2 separate regions of the Rattus norvegicus genome follow, and region 1 is linked to region 2. Evidence: chromatin contacts called from public Hi-C data. All regions are on one chromosome and are shown on one strand. The core of a region is the stretch at or near the end of the contact, and the rest is flanking DNA. Distances in the headings are between cores, read along the strand shown.

Region 1 (6,456 bases), core at 223-2,722, 940 kb before region 2:
GTAGCATAGGTGCGTACGTGCGCACACACACACACACATACACACACACACACACACACACACACACACACACATAAATGAAATAATTTTAATCTACCCAAACAAAGCGAAAGTCATAAAAGTAAGAGGGGATTTCTGGGAAGAATTCAGTAGAAGAGGGCAAGGTATAAAAGGGGATACTGAAGGGTAAAAGTTAGCGAAGTGCATTATGTTGATACTTCTATCAAAATGCCTAGAATTTAAGTCAGAGGTCAGCCTTGACCCAAATCTCTTGGATTCCAAATCTACATTTAGGTCATTTATAAAGACAGATGGCCTTTGCTGTTGTGATAATCAAAACACTCCATGTCTATGGTATCTCTGTCTGGAAATATTGAGCAGAGGTAGCAAAAGAAAAAATGGGTATATTACATTAGCAAGAGAGTTATTAAAGGGCAGAAGACATAGCTATGTGACTAGGTCTTTGTTAACTGACAACATATAATTTTCTCATTTCAGAAACATGCTACTTACTTAAATTCAAACAAAGAGAAGATTCATAAGTACGAATGTGTGCATGCATTTAAATATGTAACTCACTGATACATCTTAGTTGCAAGGCAATTACATACTTAAATTTCTCACAGAACTCAACAGCTTATCATTGGTAGGGAAGACAGGAAGGGTAAGACCACAGCTTAAATTCTATCCAATATGTGCACATTATTTATCTAATCAATGTCAGGTCCCTGCTGTCAAGACCCTGGATGGAACCCTTGGGCTGCAGTGCAAAAAAAAAAAAAAGTGAATAAGACTTTGCAAATTTGCTACCTTTTCTGAAAACCAATACCCATAGAAATATAGGTAAGAAAAATCCAATTCACTTTTTAGATCATTCATAATCCATTTACTATGCAGGCCTGATGTGCAAGGTGGATGGATCTACTTAGAGATTGCTCTCTCATTTACAAAACCCTTCCAGTTATCTTCTGCAAGAAAAATAGTCTTTCCTTTTGTCACCGTACTAGGGCTAGCTCCTTTTAACAACCCCAGTGGGACTCATTCACTCTAGGTTATAAGGTATCCTAAGAACCAGTAGGACACTCTGCCATGGTGGAGACTTCCAGATGGAGAACTAGACATCCTTTACTGGAAAAAAGGCCAGAGCTCATTCACATATGGTAGCTGGTGTTTAGACTTCTAGAGGATATATATATATATATATATATATATATATATATATATATTTATATATGTACATATATATTTATATATGTATATGTATATATGTGTGTGTGTGTGTGTGTGTGTGTGTGTGTGTGTAGATGCATTGGGATTGATGCCAGCTTTTATAAAAGTGTCATCACAAAGAACTGTATTAAACTCATAGCCTGGCATCGAAGACCCCAGTTGTCACTTCTGGGCACACAGCAATGGTGCATCAATCACCACATTAGAAGTCATTTGGCATCTCCGATCTGCAGTTTTCAAGGTGATGGCATTTGGCATTGTAGGGGGACTATGGAATTTTTATGAATCATTGTGCGGATCAACAGATTTTGATATGCTTCAGAAACCCTGCTACATAGCGTGAGAAACACATGATAGTACAGGTACCAAGGATTTGCCTGGGAAGAAGAGGAAACAGTTGTTTTGAGAGTTAGAAGAGGGTGACGTCTAAGGAAAAGAGCTCTGTCATAAGTCATAGTTCCAAGGGAGCTGCTGGCTGCTTAGTAAAAGCCAGCAAAGATGACAAAGTAATTTCTGGTTCAAGCATGAATGCTCAAGTATAGGAGTTTCTGTGCAATTGGCAGATGCTTCAAGCTAGCCGCTAAATCCAAAGACACTTCATGCGCCAGTAACATTCTGGCATTTCACGCCAGAGGGCTGCATAAATGCACATTCCAACAGGAAGAGATGTCATGGGAAAATTACTCAAAAGGAGTAACTGAGAAATAGATAAGAAAGGCTATAGACTCAAAACTAATCTAAACCAAGGGCAAGAGAAGGCAGTCAAATCTGAGTGTAGACTGGGACTAGGCAGATGGCTCAGTGGGAAGAGCTCTTGCTCTGCAATCGTGAGGATCAGGGTTTGATTTCTTCACCATATGAAAGTTGGGTAGGATGGGAGCCTTCTTGTAATCCTAGCGGTTTTGAGGCACAGATGGGATCTTGGAGCAAGCTGGCTGGCTAGACTAGCCAGTCAGCTAGCTCTGGATTCAGTGAAAATCCTGCCTCAATAAACAGAGCAGAGTGATGGATGATGGTGTCCAATGCCAACATTTGACCTCTGCATGTACACTCACACACATGTAACATGTGCTACGTGAACATGCATAGGCATACATACATGTGTACATCTCATGCAAAAGGATAAAAAGAAACCAGGAGAACTTTTAAAAGATGGTGGTTAAAAGAAAGAAGCCCGCTGTTTATGTTTTCTAAGGATCATTCACCTCAGGGCAGGAAGAGGTCAGATTCATTTATGACTTCTTGGAAACTCGATAATCCTTTGTCTCTGAGCAGAATTTTTAATGTGTGCATTCAAAACAAATTGCTAAATTGCTAAATGTTTCCCTTTATTACCCCCAGCAAGAGGTAAAGCTCCAGGGTATATTTCAAGATGCTCAGGAAATGTGTATGCTAAATAGTTTTCTTTTTGTTGTGTGGTTACCTGGTAGATCATTTCAGTGAAAGGAAAGAAAAAAATGAGCAAGCCGATTTCTTACTGATGTCTAACTCCCATTGGCAGGGATTATCATTGTTAGGTTCTTAGTGAAAATCAAAGTAAAGGCCATACAACCAACAGATTGGGAAAAGATCTTTACCAATCCTACAACAGATAGAGGCCTTCTATCCAAAATATACAAAGAACTCAAGAAGTTAGACTGCAGAGAGACAAATAACCCTATTAAAAATGGGGTTCAGAGCTAAACAAAGAATTCACAGCTGAGGAATGCCGAATGGCTGAGAAACACCTAAAGAAATGTTCAACATCTTTAGTCATAAGGGAAATGCAAATCAAAACAACCCTGAGATTTCACCTCACACCAGTGAGAATGGCTAAGATCAAAAACTCAGGTGACAGCAGATGCTGGCGAGGATGTGGAGAAAGAGGAACACTCCTCCATTGTTGGTGGGATTGCAGACTGGTAAAACCATTCTGGAAATCAGTCTGGAGGTTCCTCAGAAAATTGGACATTGAACTGCCTGAGGATCCAGCTATACCTCTCTTGGGCATATACCCAAAAGATGCCCCAACATATAAAAAAGACACGTGCTCCACTATGTTCATCGCAGCCTTATTTATAATAGCCAGAAGCTGGAAAGAACCCAGATGCCCTTCAACAGAGGAATGGATACAGAAAATGTGGTACATCTACACAATGGAATATTACTCAGCTATCAAAAACAATGACTTTATGAAATTCGTGGGTAATGGTTGGAACTGGAAAATATCATCCTGAGTGAGCTAACCCAATCACAGAAAGACATACATGGTATGCACTCATTGATAAGTGGCTATTAGCCCAAATGCTTGAATTACCCTAGATGCATAGAACAAATGAAACTCAAGACCAATGATGAAAATGTGAATGCTTCACTCCTTCTTTAAAAGGGGAACAAGACTACCCTTGGCAGGGAATAGAGTGGCAAAGATTAAAACAGACACAGAAGGAACACCCATTCAGAGCCTGCCCCACATGTGGCCCATACATATACAGCCACCCAATTAGACAAGATGGATAAAGCAAAGAAGTGCAGGTAGACAGGAGCCGGATGTAGATCTCTCCTGAGAGACACAGCCAGAATACAGCAAATACAGAGGCGAATGCCAGCAGCAAAGCACTGAACTGAGAATAGGACCCCCGTTGAAGGAATCAGAGAAAGAACTGGAAGAGCTTGAAGGGGCTTGAGACCCCATATGAACAACAATGCCAAGCAACCAGAGCTTCCAGGGACTAAGCCACTACCTAAAGACTATACATGGACTGACCCTGGACTCTGACCTCATAGGTAGCATTGAATATCCTAGTAAGATCACCAGTGGAAGGGGAAGCCCTGGGTTCTGCTAAGACTGAACCCCCAGTGAACTAGATTGTTGGGTGGAGGGCAGTAATGGGGGGAGGATGGGGAGGGGAACACCCATAAAGATGGGGAGGGGGAGGGGTTGGGGGATGTTTGCCTGGAAACCGGGAAAGGGAATAACACTCGAAATGTAAATAAGAAATACTCAAGTTAATAAAAAAAAAGTAAAGGCCATCATGAGCTTCATATATATCATCATACTTGTCCGTATAACAGCATACATATGTCATGTGTTTATCATGTGCCACAACCCCTACCTCGTGACTGCACCCAAGACCTCACTAAACTTTGAACATTATGAGGGTAAGGAACATGCCTCTATCATTCAGTATACATTACATTCATATTACATGGTGGTTGACATAAGAGGTATCTGAATATTTAAAATGAACAGGGCTTATGAATGGCACAACAGGTGAAGAGCTCATCGTGTAAGCAAAAGACATGGGTTTGAAACTCTAGAATGTGTTAACATTGATCTCAACACTCCTATGGAAACAGGAGAGACAGACACAATACCTGGAAGGCAGCAATCCTAGAGTAGGTAGTAATAATGAGACCCTGCTTCAAACAAGGGGAAAGCAACATATAATATTGCTCCCTCTCAGCTCAACACATGCACTGTGGACAGGTGCATGGAGGGCTCACACACATATACATACACATATCACATACAGAGACATCACACAGCACATCATACTCTCTCTCTCTCTTTCACACACACACACACACACACACACACACACACACACACACACGATGGAACAGAAGATGAGCAAACACAGGGCAATTTTATTTTCCAGTCTATGACATAGATTTCAATATCAACACCATTTCCAACAGCTCACACGACTAATTAGAAGGAGAAAACAGGCACTGGTTCCCTCCTCTGGTTGACTCCACAGGCCTGTAAGTTACTGATTTCTATTTCAATATGACTACAGTTCACTGCTTACTTTAATTTGCTGTGAAAGAGGCATTTGGGTGGCTGCCAATGCACAGGTATAATTGAGCTCTGCCCAATTCTCTTTTGACTCTGAAAGACAGTGACATGATGTGTTGGAACCAGAGACACTCTTTTCTGGAGTCAAGACATAAGAAAGCTAGAGGAAGAAATGAGAACCTGGCTGTGTTCAAAGTGATATGGAAAGAAAACATCTGAGAGCAAAAGCTTAGGAAGTCACTCCAGGAAGGCAGCAAAGAACCATTAGACTTATGTCCCCCAAATACAGAAACAACTTGACAGGAGGCAAAACAAGTATCTCTAAGATAATATATATTAGAAACTTAGATCACATAGATGGCAGTTTAGGGCTTAGAGGGGAAGACCTTGGACAATAGAAGCAGAATTCCCAAATTTTAGTTTCATTTTATTACTTAGCATGTTGACCATAGGGAAGTTAAATATTTTCTTAATACAGAAATTTCCCTGGCTTTAATTAAAGTAGCAATACATCTCTCATACTTTAAGAATTGATAGGAACATTTATGAGATGTTTTGAGAATAATGCTTGCCTCATAATAAGCACTCAGTATGTGCTAGCTTGTCTTTGTTGAGACTTTCATAATGCATGTAGTGGACTTTGACCAGGTTCACGCTCTTATTCTCTTTCCTTCAATTCCTCCCTTGTCCTCCCTACCATTTCTCCTCCTAACTTCCTATGCTATTTAAAAACTCCATTGAGTCTATGTAGTGCTGCCAATCTATGCCTGCCCTTTGGGCCATCTACTGAGGGTGTGGAGCCTCTCCAGGGCTGCATCACTGAAAAAACTGATTCTCTATTTTTTTGGGAAACCATCAATTGTCCATAGATGTTCATTGAAGAGAAGGAATTCATGAGTCTCTCACTTATCTATGCTGGGATTTTAGAAAGTTTGATCTTGTGCAGGTATTGTGCATTCAATCATGGCTACTGTGGGTTCATGTGTGTAATAGTCCTGACATGAAGGGAAAACAGGCTTTTTTTTCTTTTCAATTTATTTGCTTTTTTTCATAATCATCTACTATCTCTGGCTCTTACCATGCTTTCCCCTTTCTTCTAAGAGGCTCACGGGGAGGGAGTGATATATAATAGAGAGATGAGAACCCTTTATTTTCTGCATTATTTCTGTATTCATTGCCACCTACTGGAGAAAGATATTTCTCTACTCAGGGTTGAGAGATGCATTAAATTATAAAAATAGATACTTGGAGGGCAATTCTATATTATGTGAGTTTAGTGGAATGGCAGGAGGTACTTTTTTAGGGTCTATGATTTACTCAGTCATAGGTCCCAGTTAACAGTGACAGGCATGACTTCCATATATGGAGCAAGCCCTAAATCCAAGTAGAAAGAGCTTGGATACTCCCATAACATTTGTGCCACTATTTTACCAAAGCACATATCT
Region 2 (6,984 bases), core at 3,864-6,363:
ATACATAAAATAAAAAAGAAAGAAACCTAGAGTACAAAAGGCTCTGTGCTTAATTGCTGCACCAAGCACCTTCCCTTACATATCTATGACATGGAAATGAGAGAAGGGGAAGGAAAGGGTTATATATTTAAAGAGGGCAGTTTTCCTAGAATGTCGGATAGAAATTCAAGAGGAAATGAATACAAGCGAGTTGGGATGAGATAACATAGGTAGGATCATCACTAACTGTGAAAATCCACACATGATTACAACAGGGGAAAACAGTGACTGTAGATTATCCTTTGGGGAGAACTGCCTGGGAACCTCGCTGTTGATCACCCAACTTCCGGATACTACCTCTTTGTAAAGGAAAATCACACAAGTTGTGTAAGGCAAAGTCTCTCCTTCAGAATGGCTGGGTTAAAATGACAGGAGAGCAATCTGAAAGAAAACTGAGAAGACATTAAGGTTGTGGGAAAAGTCCCCTGGATCACACCCAAAGTGACATAAAGGTCAACTTTGCAAAACTGAGAAAATGGGATGGGGGTCCTCTCCCTAACAGGTGGAATGATACAAACAGAAACAAAGCAGCCATTCTGACCACAGTGATGGTAAGGAAGGCTAGTATATCCATGAATCTAACAGAAAAGGGATTTGCTGAGAAACTAAGAGGAACACAGCTCCTACATACCTCTGTGCTGAGAATAGTTAGCTTCTACAATGGCAGCTTAGGTAAAAGTCATTTGGGGTAACAGGCACTAATGATTTACTTAAAGTAAAAGGACATTGCAGTGAAAGGGAGGAAATCTTAACTCTGTTCTCTGGGTCCCAGGTAAATCTATATATCAAACTCTACTCAGTGTGTACGCTGTGTTCTTTGTTATTCCCCCCAGGAATTCTTAATAACATGGATATGCAGGTAGGGGAAAGGGAAAGGTGACCCATATCTTAACTGAGAAAAGTGCTTCAGCCCAAACCAAAAAATACTGTAGTATCCCTGCCTAAAACAAAGTCGCACGCGCGCGCGCGCGTGTGTGTGTGTGTGTGTGTGTGTGTGTGTGTGTGTGTTTGTATAAATAATTTAAACTCAGACTATGGTTCAGATGCTGACACCATCACAGATTATTTTTTTAAAATGACTTAGTTCAATTCTGCCAGCATTTCCTCAGTTGTACAAGAGACACGAGTGTAACTACTTAGAAGGGCAAAATGCTTAGAAACATATCTGTCCCTGCCTGAGGAAAGAAGGAACTGGGGGAAGCCGGTGAAGTAACATGTATAAAATGAATAAAATTGACAGTGAAAGACTGAGAGAATGCTGGCTGCTCCACTCACCACAGCTTTCCTTACTAGAAATGTAGGTAGAGCACATCTTCCAGCCTCCTTTAAGCATGGAAGTCACACCCTCCTGGATCTGAGTTTTACCAAGTGTCCCTAAACAAAAGTGACTGGCACCACCTGCCAGCCAGGGCAATTAACACCCAGTCTCTTTCTTCTAAAAATTCCATAGGATTCAGCAGAGTTTCATGAAGGGGGTCTCTGACTCATACCTTCCAGAATTGCTGCTAAAAATCACCCATATCGGGACGTGACAGGAATTAAAAAAAATGTATTTTATGCATGAAGCAATATGCTTCCCTGACTTGTGTGTTAGAGATGTTAAACTAGGCAATCCACTCCAGTCAGGTTCTTTGATTTTCACCTCATGTTTTACACCTATTGTGGAAACTTAAAATGGAGACCATTCCAGCTTTAAAGCTAGGGAAACTCAGACTCACACAAGGCGTCTGACTGTTAGAAGCAGATTTGGAACTCGGTGAGTCTGCTATAAGGTCAAGGGCCTTCCCTCCCTGCAAAAAGAATTGCAGTGCGGACTGTGTTCTTGCTTTCTCCCTTGGTCACCTCTGATCCCTGGCATGTTTCTTCTTTAAAACTACTCATTGTCCCTCATAAGTTTGCATCCAGAACTAGGAGAACTCCTCCCATGCACTCCTTCTAAGGGCTCATCCCAGGCATTTGCCTTATGACAAGGAAACTGGCTCTGAGAAGACAGACTCTGGGTACTTCTGCAACTGGCTACTTTGTCACTGGTAATGAATGACAGACACAAACAAAAAGAGAAAGGTAACAGTAACTCCCAAGCTGGCAGTGATCCCTTAAAAGGAGTGTTGGCCCAGTGATACCAACAGATACCTGTCTCATACCTTGCTACTTTATTTCACTGTGAATTTACCATACCTCATCCTCAAATGTGCTCAAATTTTAATGATTTATTTAAATTTTCTTCTCATAGAAAATAATAAAGGAAACTTAAGACAAAGATGAAGAAAAAGAAATCACTTAAAGCACTAAATCCTGGAGTCTGAAAGACTTCCGGTGCTGTTTTATACATACAAAACAATGAAAACAAAGGACGTGTACACATCAAAGACTAGAAGCCTACCCCTGACCATCACAGGAAATGGGTTTGGTAAAAATCCTATAAAATCAAGTTCACCACAAAGTTGAATTTCACCTGATAAAAAGAGAGGTTACAGCTCACACGTATTTTTTTCTTCTGACTTTGAATATAACAAAGAAAACTAAAATGCATTGAAACCAATATCAGATAAAGTTGGAGATAGCAGAAAGCTGAATAAGTCAGGAGTATAAAGAGGGTGGTTTCCATCAACAGGCTTAGTTAATGAGGTTATGTTGATTTTGATTTTTTTTGTAAGACTTAAATTGCAAATAAAAGTTGTCCTGAGGAACTTTTGAAAGAATTTGCAGCCAAAAACTCAGGAGTTTAAAGGTTAAAAGTGCAAAGACATACTTCTGAACAAGAGGACATGTATAAAATAAAGGGATGATAAAAAAAAAAAGGAAAGAAAAATCCAACTGCATTTGACAGATTTGTTCTTCGGTCACCCTTAATCGGGTACTTCTGGAATGACTATGGAAGGAGGTTCTTAACTGCTTTCCAACTGACTTGAAAGTCTTCAAACCTGAGAAATTGCAAGTGGGTTGACAGGCAACAAATAAGAGATCTGCCTTTTGTTGCAGTTTCCAGAGGCAGCTTTAACAACAGGTGACTTCTCAGAGCTGTAGACTCTTAATTCAAAAGACCTTTCCCACCTTGCAAGCAACCTGAGTGTTCCACACTGAACCCTAATGAGACTTATCCTGACCTCTTATACCAAGACAGGCAGTTAAAGTCGGTGGAAACCAATGTTTTGTTTTGTTTTAAGAGAAGGGAGGGGGTGAATAGAATTTTATAAAGCAGCAAAACTCATGATCTTAGTGAACTAAGCTTTGGATACTCAGCAGTGTTTCTTACTGTTCACAACCCACTGGAAATTCCCAACCTGCTCTGAATGAAATCTAGACGAAGGCACCAAGAACAGATTTAGAGAAATCTGAGTTGGCTCTTGACCCAGCAAGGCGTGTCTGTAGTCTGATGTGATGCTCTTTTTCAACCCCCTGAATTGAGACTGATAAAGCCTGCTCTCCAGCAAGGCTTGAAACATTACTGTAAGGAACTCCCACCCCACCCCCAAGCTACAGTTGCTAGGGCACCTACTGTGCTAAGGAACAAGAACTATACATCTCGACATGCAAAAGCATAAAAGCGCATTCCAAATTATTCTATGTAGTTGTCCAAACAAATCAGTCCTGTTGTGTTTGTTCCTTGAAACACCCAGCTCCCATCACCGTAAATCACTGGAAAAGCCCACACAATTAAAAGGCACCTTTATTTTGAAAAAAACATGGCTTGTCCCCCTATTGGTTCCTGTAGGAAACTAGGAAAAGTTCAGCGAGTGGGGCTCACAGTACCTGCCTTACAAACAATCCTTTTAATGTGTCCCCAAGATCTAGCCTGCTATCCTTCCTGCACTCCACACACTCCAGGGATTATCAGTTACACTGATTTACCTGGTCACAGCCTCTGCAAATCTTTGCCTCAGAGCATAATGCCTGGGGCTCACAACCTATCACCTTATTTCCCAATGCTCTAGGCAGCCTCCTTGCAACACAGCGCGGTGCCACAAAATGCATTCACGCATCAGGTTCTGCTTGGTTAAAGAGACTGAGGAGCCTACCTACGTCTACCTGGCCTACGCCTTTCAGTTTTAGTGAAATATATACAGTAGAGAACGGTAAAGAGCAGAAATGAAGCAATAATTATTTTGAGAGCTAAAGGGTTAAAGGTTGGCACCTGCGGGACGCCTGATACCCGTCTCTCTGCCGCTTGTGCAGAGGACGTGGTGCAGTTGCCTTTGCCTTCCCCAAAGAAACTGAATGTCCTCCCCTCCCCATAAGTTATTGGAAAAACATGCTGCCCCTACAATCTGCTAAGACCAACACTGGAAAAATCTCGTGCCCTCCACAACACCAGAGACCTGGTCGGTGTTGTTAAGCGCGGAGCAATCACTCACCGTGCTTTGCAAGGAACCCTACACAGTGTGGGCGCTCCAAAAATGAGCGTTTCAAAAGCGATCTCTCAATGCTGTGTCCCAGTCTCCCGAGCCCTGATGTCCAAGTCCCTTCAAATTTCAGCCCAACTTCACCTGCCCATACTACGGATTGCTCCTGGATAGATACCCCGGCACGGCACCCTCCCACAGCATTTAAAGAAAGAAAAAAAAAAGCTCGAAGGCGCCCACGGAGCGAAGGCGCACAGAGAGGGCAACAACGTGACCCAGCTGAAGACGCTGATTTTAAGGGTTCTGGGTGCATTTTCTGCTATAGGCTCTTCGTTTGGTGGCCGTAACGCAGAGCAACAAACTTCTTTTCACAGTAATAAAGGAGAACACGGGTCACCAGGAGGTAACAGTGGCGTCCGGGGGATGGGGTGCTGCTACGCCAGGTAGAGTTTTCTCAGCTCCTCACAGCCTCCCGGTCAGCCCCGCAGGAGCGACAACCCTGGGTACAGATCTGTCCATCCTCAGTCCTTAAGGACCAAGCTCTTTTATCCCAAGCCACAAACCAGGGTGCCTGGGAGAGAGCGCTCTGGAGTCGGGATGGACTTACCCAAGACGCCCGGCACAGCGCTTAGGAGAACTGGGCTTGCAACACAGCCAGCGTCCGAAGGTCCCAGCGGAGTGGCAAAAGCTCCCTACTTGCGACCAATCCTGGTTATGAACCTAGTGCTCTGTGGCTGCCGCGCGCTCTTCTCCCTCCCCGCGCTTGTGGCAGCTCTCAAAACCCGGCGCACCGGAGTTCAGGCTGCAGCGGTTCCTTTGCTGCCACCAGCGGAAGACTCACAGGGAGGGGGGCGCCGAGACAAGGGGAGGGCGGGGGCGGGGGCGCGCTCAGTGGAGCTGGGCATGCTCAGTGAGTCACCAGAGGCAGTGCACCCTTAGGCGTAGCACCTGCACCGCCCTGCCCTGGGGAGGCGACCCCGAGTACCCACGCGGGACACTGGTAAAGGGGGCATTGTCGGACATGACTAGCTCTGTCTGGTTCTTGGAGAGGGACGTAAAGGGTGTGTTTGTGCCGGGGTTCAAAGAGAGGATGGCATCTTCCTTGCCACCTGAATATTGGGGAACCAGTAGGTGCGACCTGCCTTTGGCTTCTTGTACACTCGGAATCTTAAAGGTGGCCAGGGATACCACGTCTGGACTAAGAATCGCTGCGCATGGGTTTGGGATAAGCGGTAGTAAAAGACTTGGGATATGGACCGAGAAGGCTTTAGGGTCGGACTTACTTGCTAGTTCTTAGGCCAAGGGCATCCGCCAGACAGTGAAATGAACCGGACCTGGTGTCTTTACCGGTACAACATATTGTCAAGCTGAATGAGTCTGGAAAGGGATAAGGGGAAGGAGGAAACACTTGCGATAAAATAGGGACAAGGATCAATATGTGCAGTATGGGGGCATACTAAAAGCGTCGTTATTCAAAAGCAGGTGCAACGGTTTAATGGTAGTCCTGTGGTCATTACACAGGACTCTACAATTCTTTGCAGAAATGGCTCCCTTCCCTTCGCTCCAACTCTAAATTTCGAGGTAGCCATCGAGACTGGGTAGGAAGTCTGAGCCCCCTTGATCCCTGCGCAAAGGGAGTCTCCAGGCAGAGGAGAGGCAACCCAGTGGAGCTCATTGGAAACCATTTCCAGCAACCCCAAGAGAGACTGAATTTTCTCTCCCTGGATAGAAAAAAGCCCCCCGGGGATTTTACAGAACCCCAGCTTCCTGTGCCTGTCTCAGCAGTTTGGAGCTACATAAACAACTTCTGACCATTTACACAATCATACAAACCTACCCTGACATCTCCATTATGTGGGAAAGATGTTAACTGGGAAACTATTTTTAAACTACTGCAGTAAGCAATCACCCCACTCCTCTAAACACATGCGGCAGCCTTCTTAGTTGGTACAAGTGATTTTGGTTTTGATTTAGTCTCACGTTTGGTTGTTATTGTTTTTTACTTTTAACATAATTAATTCTTGAAAAATGAGCAGATCTTAATGAAGGGATAGATATCGTAAGTGTTTCTCAGTTTCTGAAGTTACTGTTGGAAAAAAGAGCCCCTGACCTCATTTTCTTAGTTCTCAAATTGGGAGACAGAATAAGTCCCTCCCCTTCGCACATGGGAAGGAATTTTTCCAGAAAAGAAAACTTGGTAGTATATTTTCCCTGGTAAATTACTAAAGATGAATGGTTTCTAGTAAGTTGAATTCATCTGCCTGATCTACATGATTCTGATTATTTTTTGCTGCATTGATAACATATATGTGTGTGTGTGTGTATGTGTGTGTATGTATTTCTCTTTTTGTATTTTTTTAAATTAACTTTTTCTGCTAGCATACAAAAGAAGTGGATTAATTAATACATTTCCATATATATGTGTGTGTATATGTATACATATATATATAACATATATTGAGTATGAGTATTTTGTCTTGTATATGTCCTCTCACTACATTCCTGAATCCCACCCAAACAGCCATAGTCTATTTTTAACCAAGAGTCACTGGAACACGCACGCACACATGCACATGCGTGCGCGCACACACACAAACACACA

Evidence for each region. A called contact is a pair of places that touch in the nucleus more often than the background predicts.
Region 1: a Hi-C map of frontal cortex shows a contact between it and region 2, with 2.7 times the contacts expected there. The contact joins the enhancer-like site here to the promoter of Cntn4 in region 2. A contact is called at or near these places in 4 of 12 Hi-C or Micro-C datasets (frontal cortex, hepatocytes, kidney and 1 more).

Annotation. Positions count from the first base shown.
Region 1 is chr4:141,119,672-141,126,127 of GRCr8, reverse strand. The region is part of intron 14 of Cntn4 (contactin 4); the gene reads right to left. Among named protein-coding and RNA genes, the nearest start is that of Il5ra, 97 kb to the left of the region's middle. Within about 2 kb of position 1,472, at least 2 of the 93 cell types and tissues checked have an H3K27ac peak or open chromatin away from gene starts, as enhancers often do.
Region 2 is chr4:140,178,950-140,185,933 of GRCr8, reverse strand. It overlaps Cntn4 (contactin 4), which reads right to left and starts at 5,113. Exons shown (of 25, transcript NM_053879.2): 1 at 4,990-5,113. LOC120102360 (a long non-coding RNA gene) reads left to right here and starts at 5,297. Exons shown (of 2, transcript XR_005503811.2): 1 at 5,297-5,382.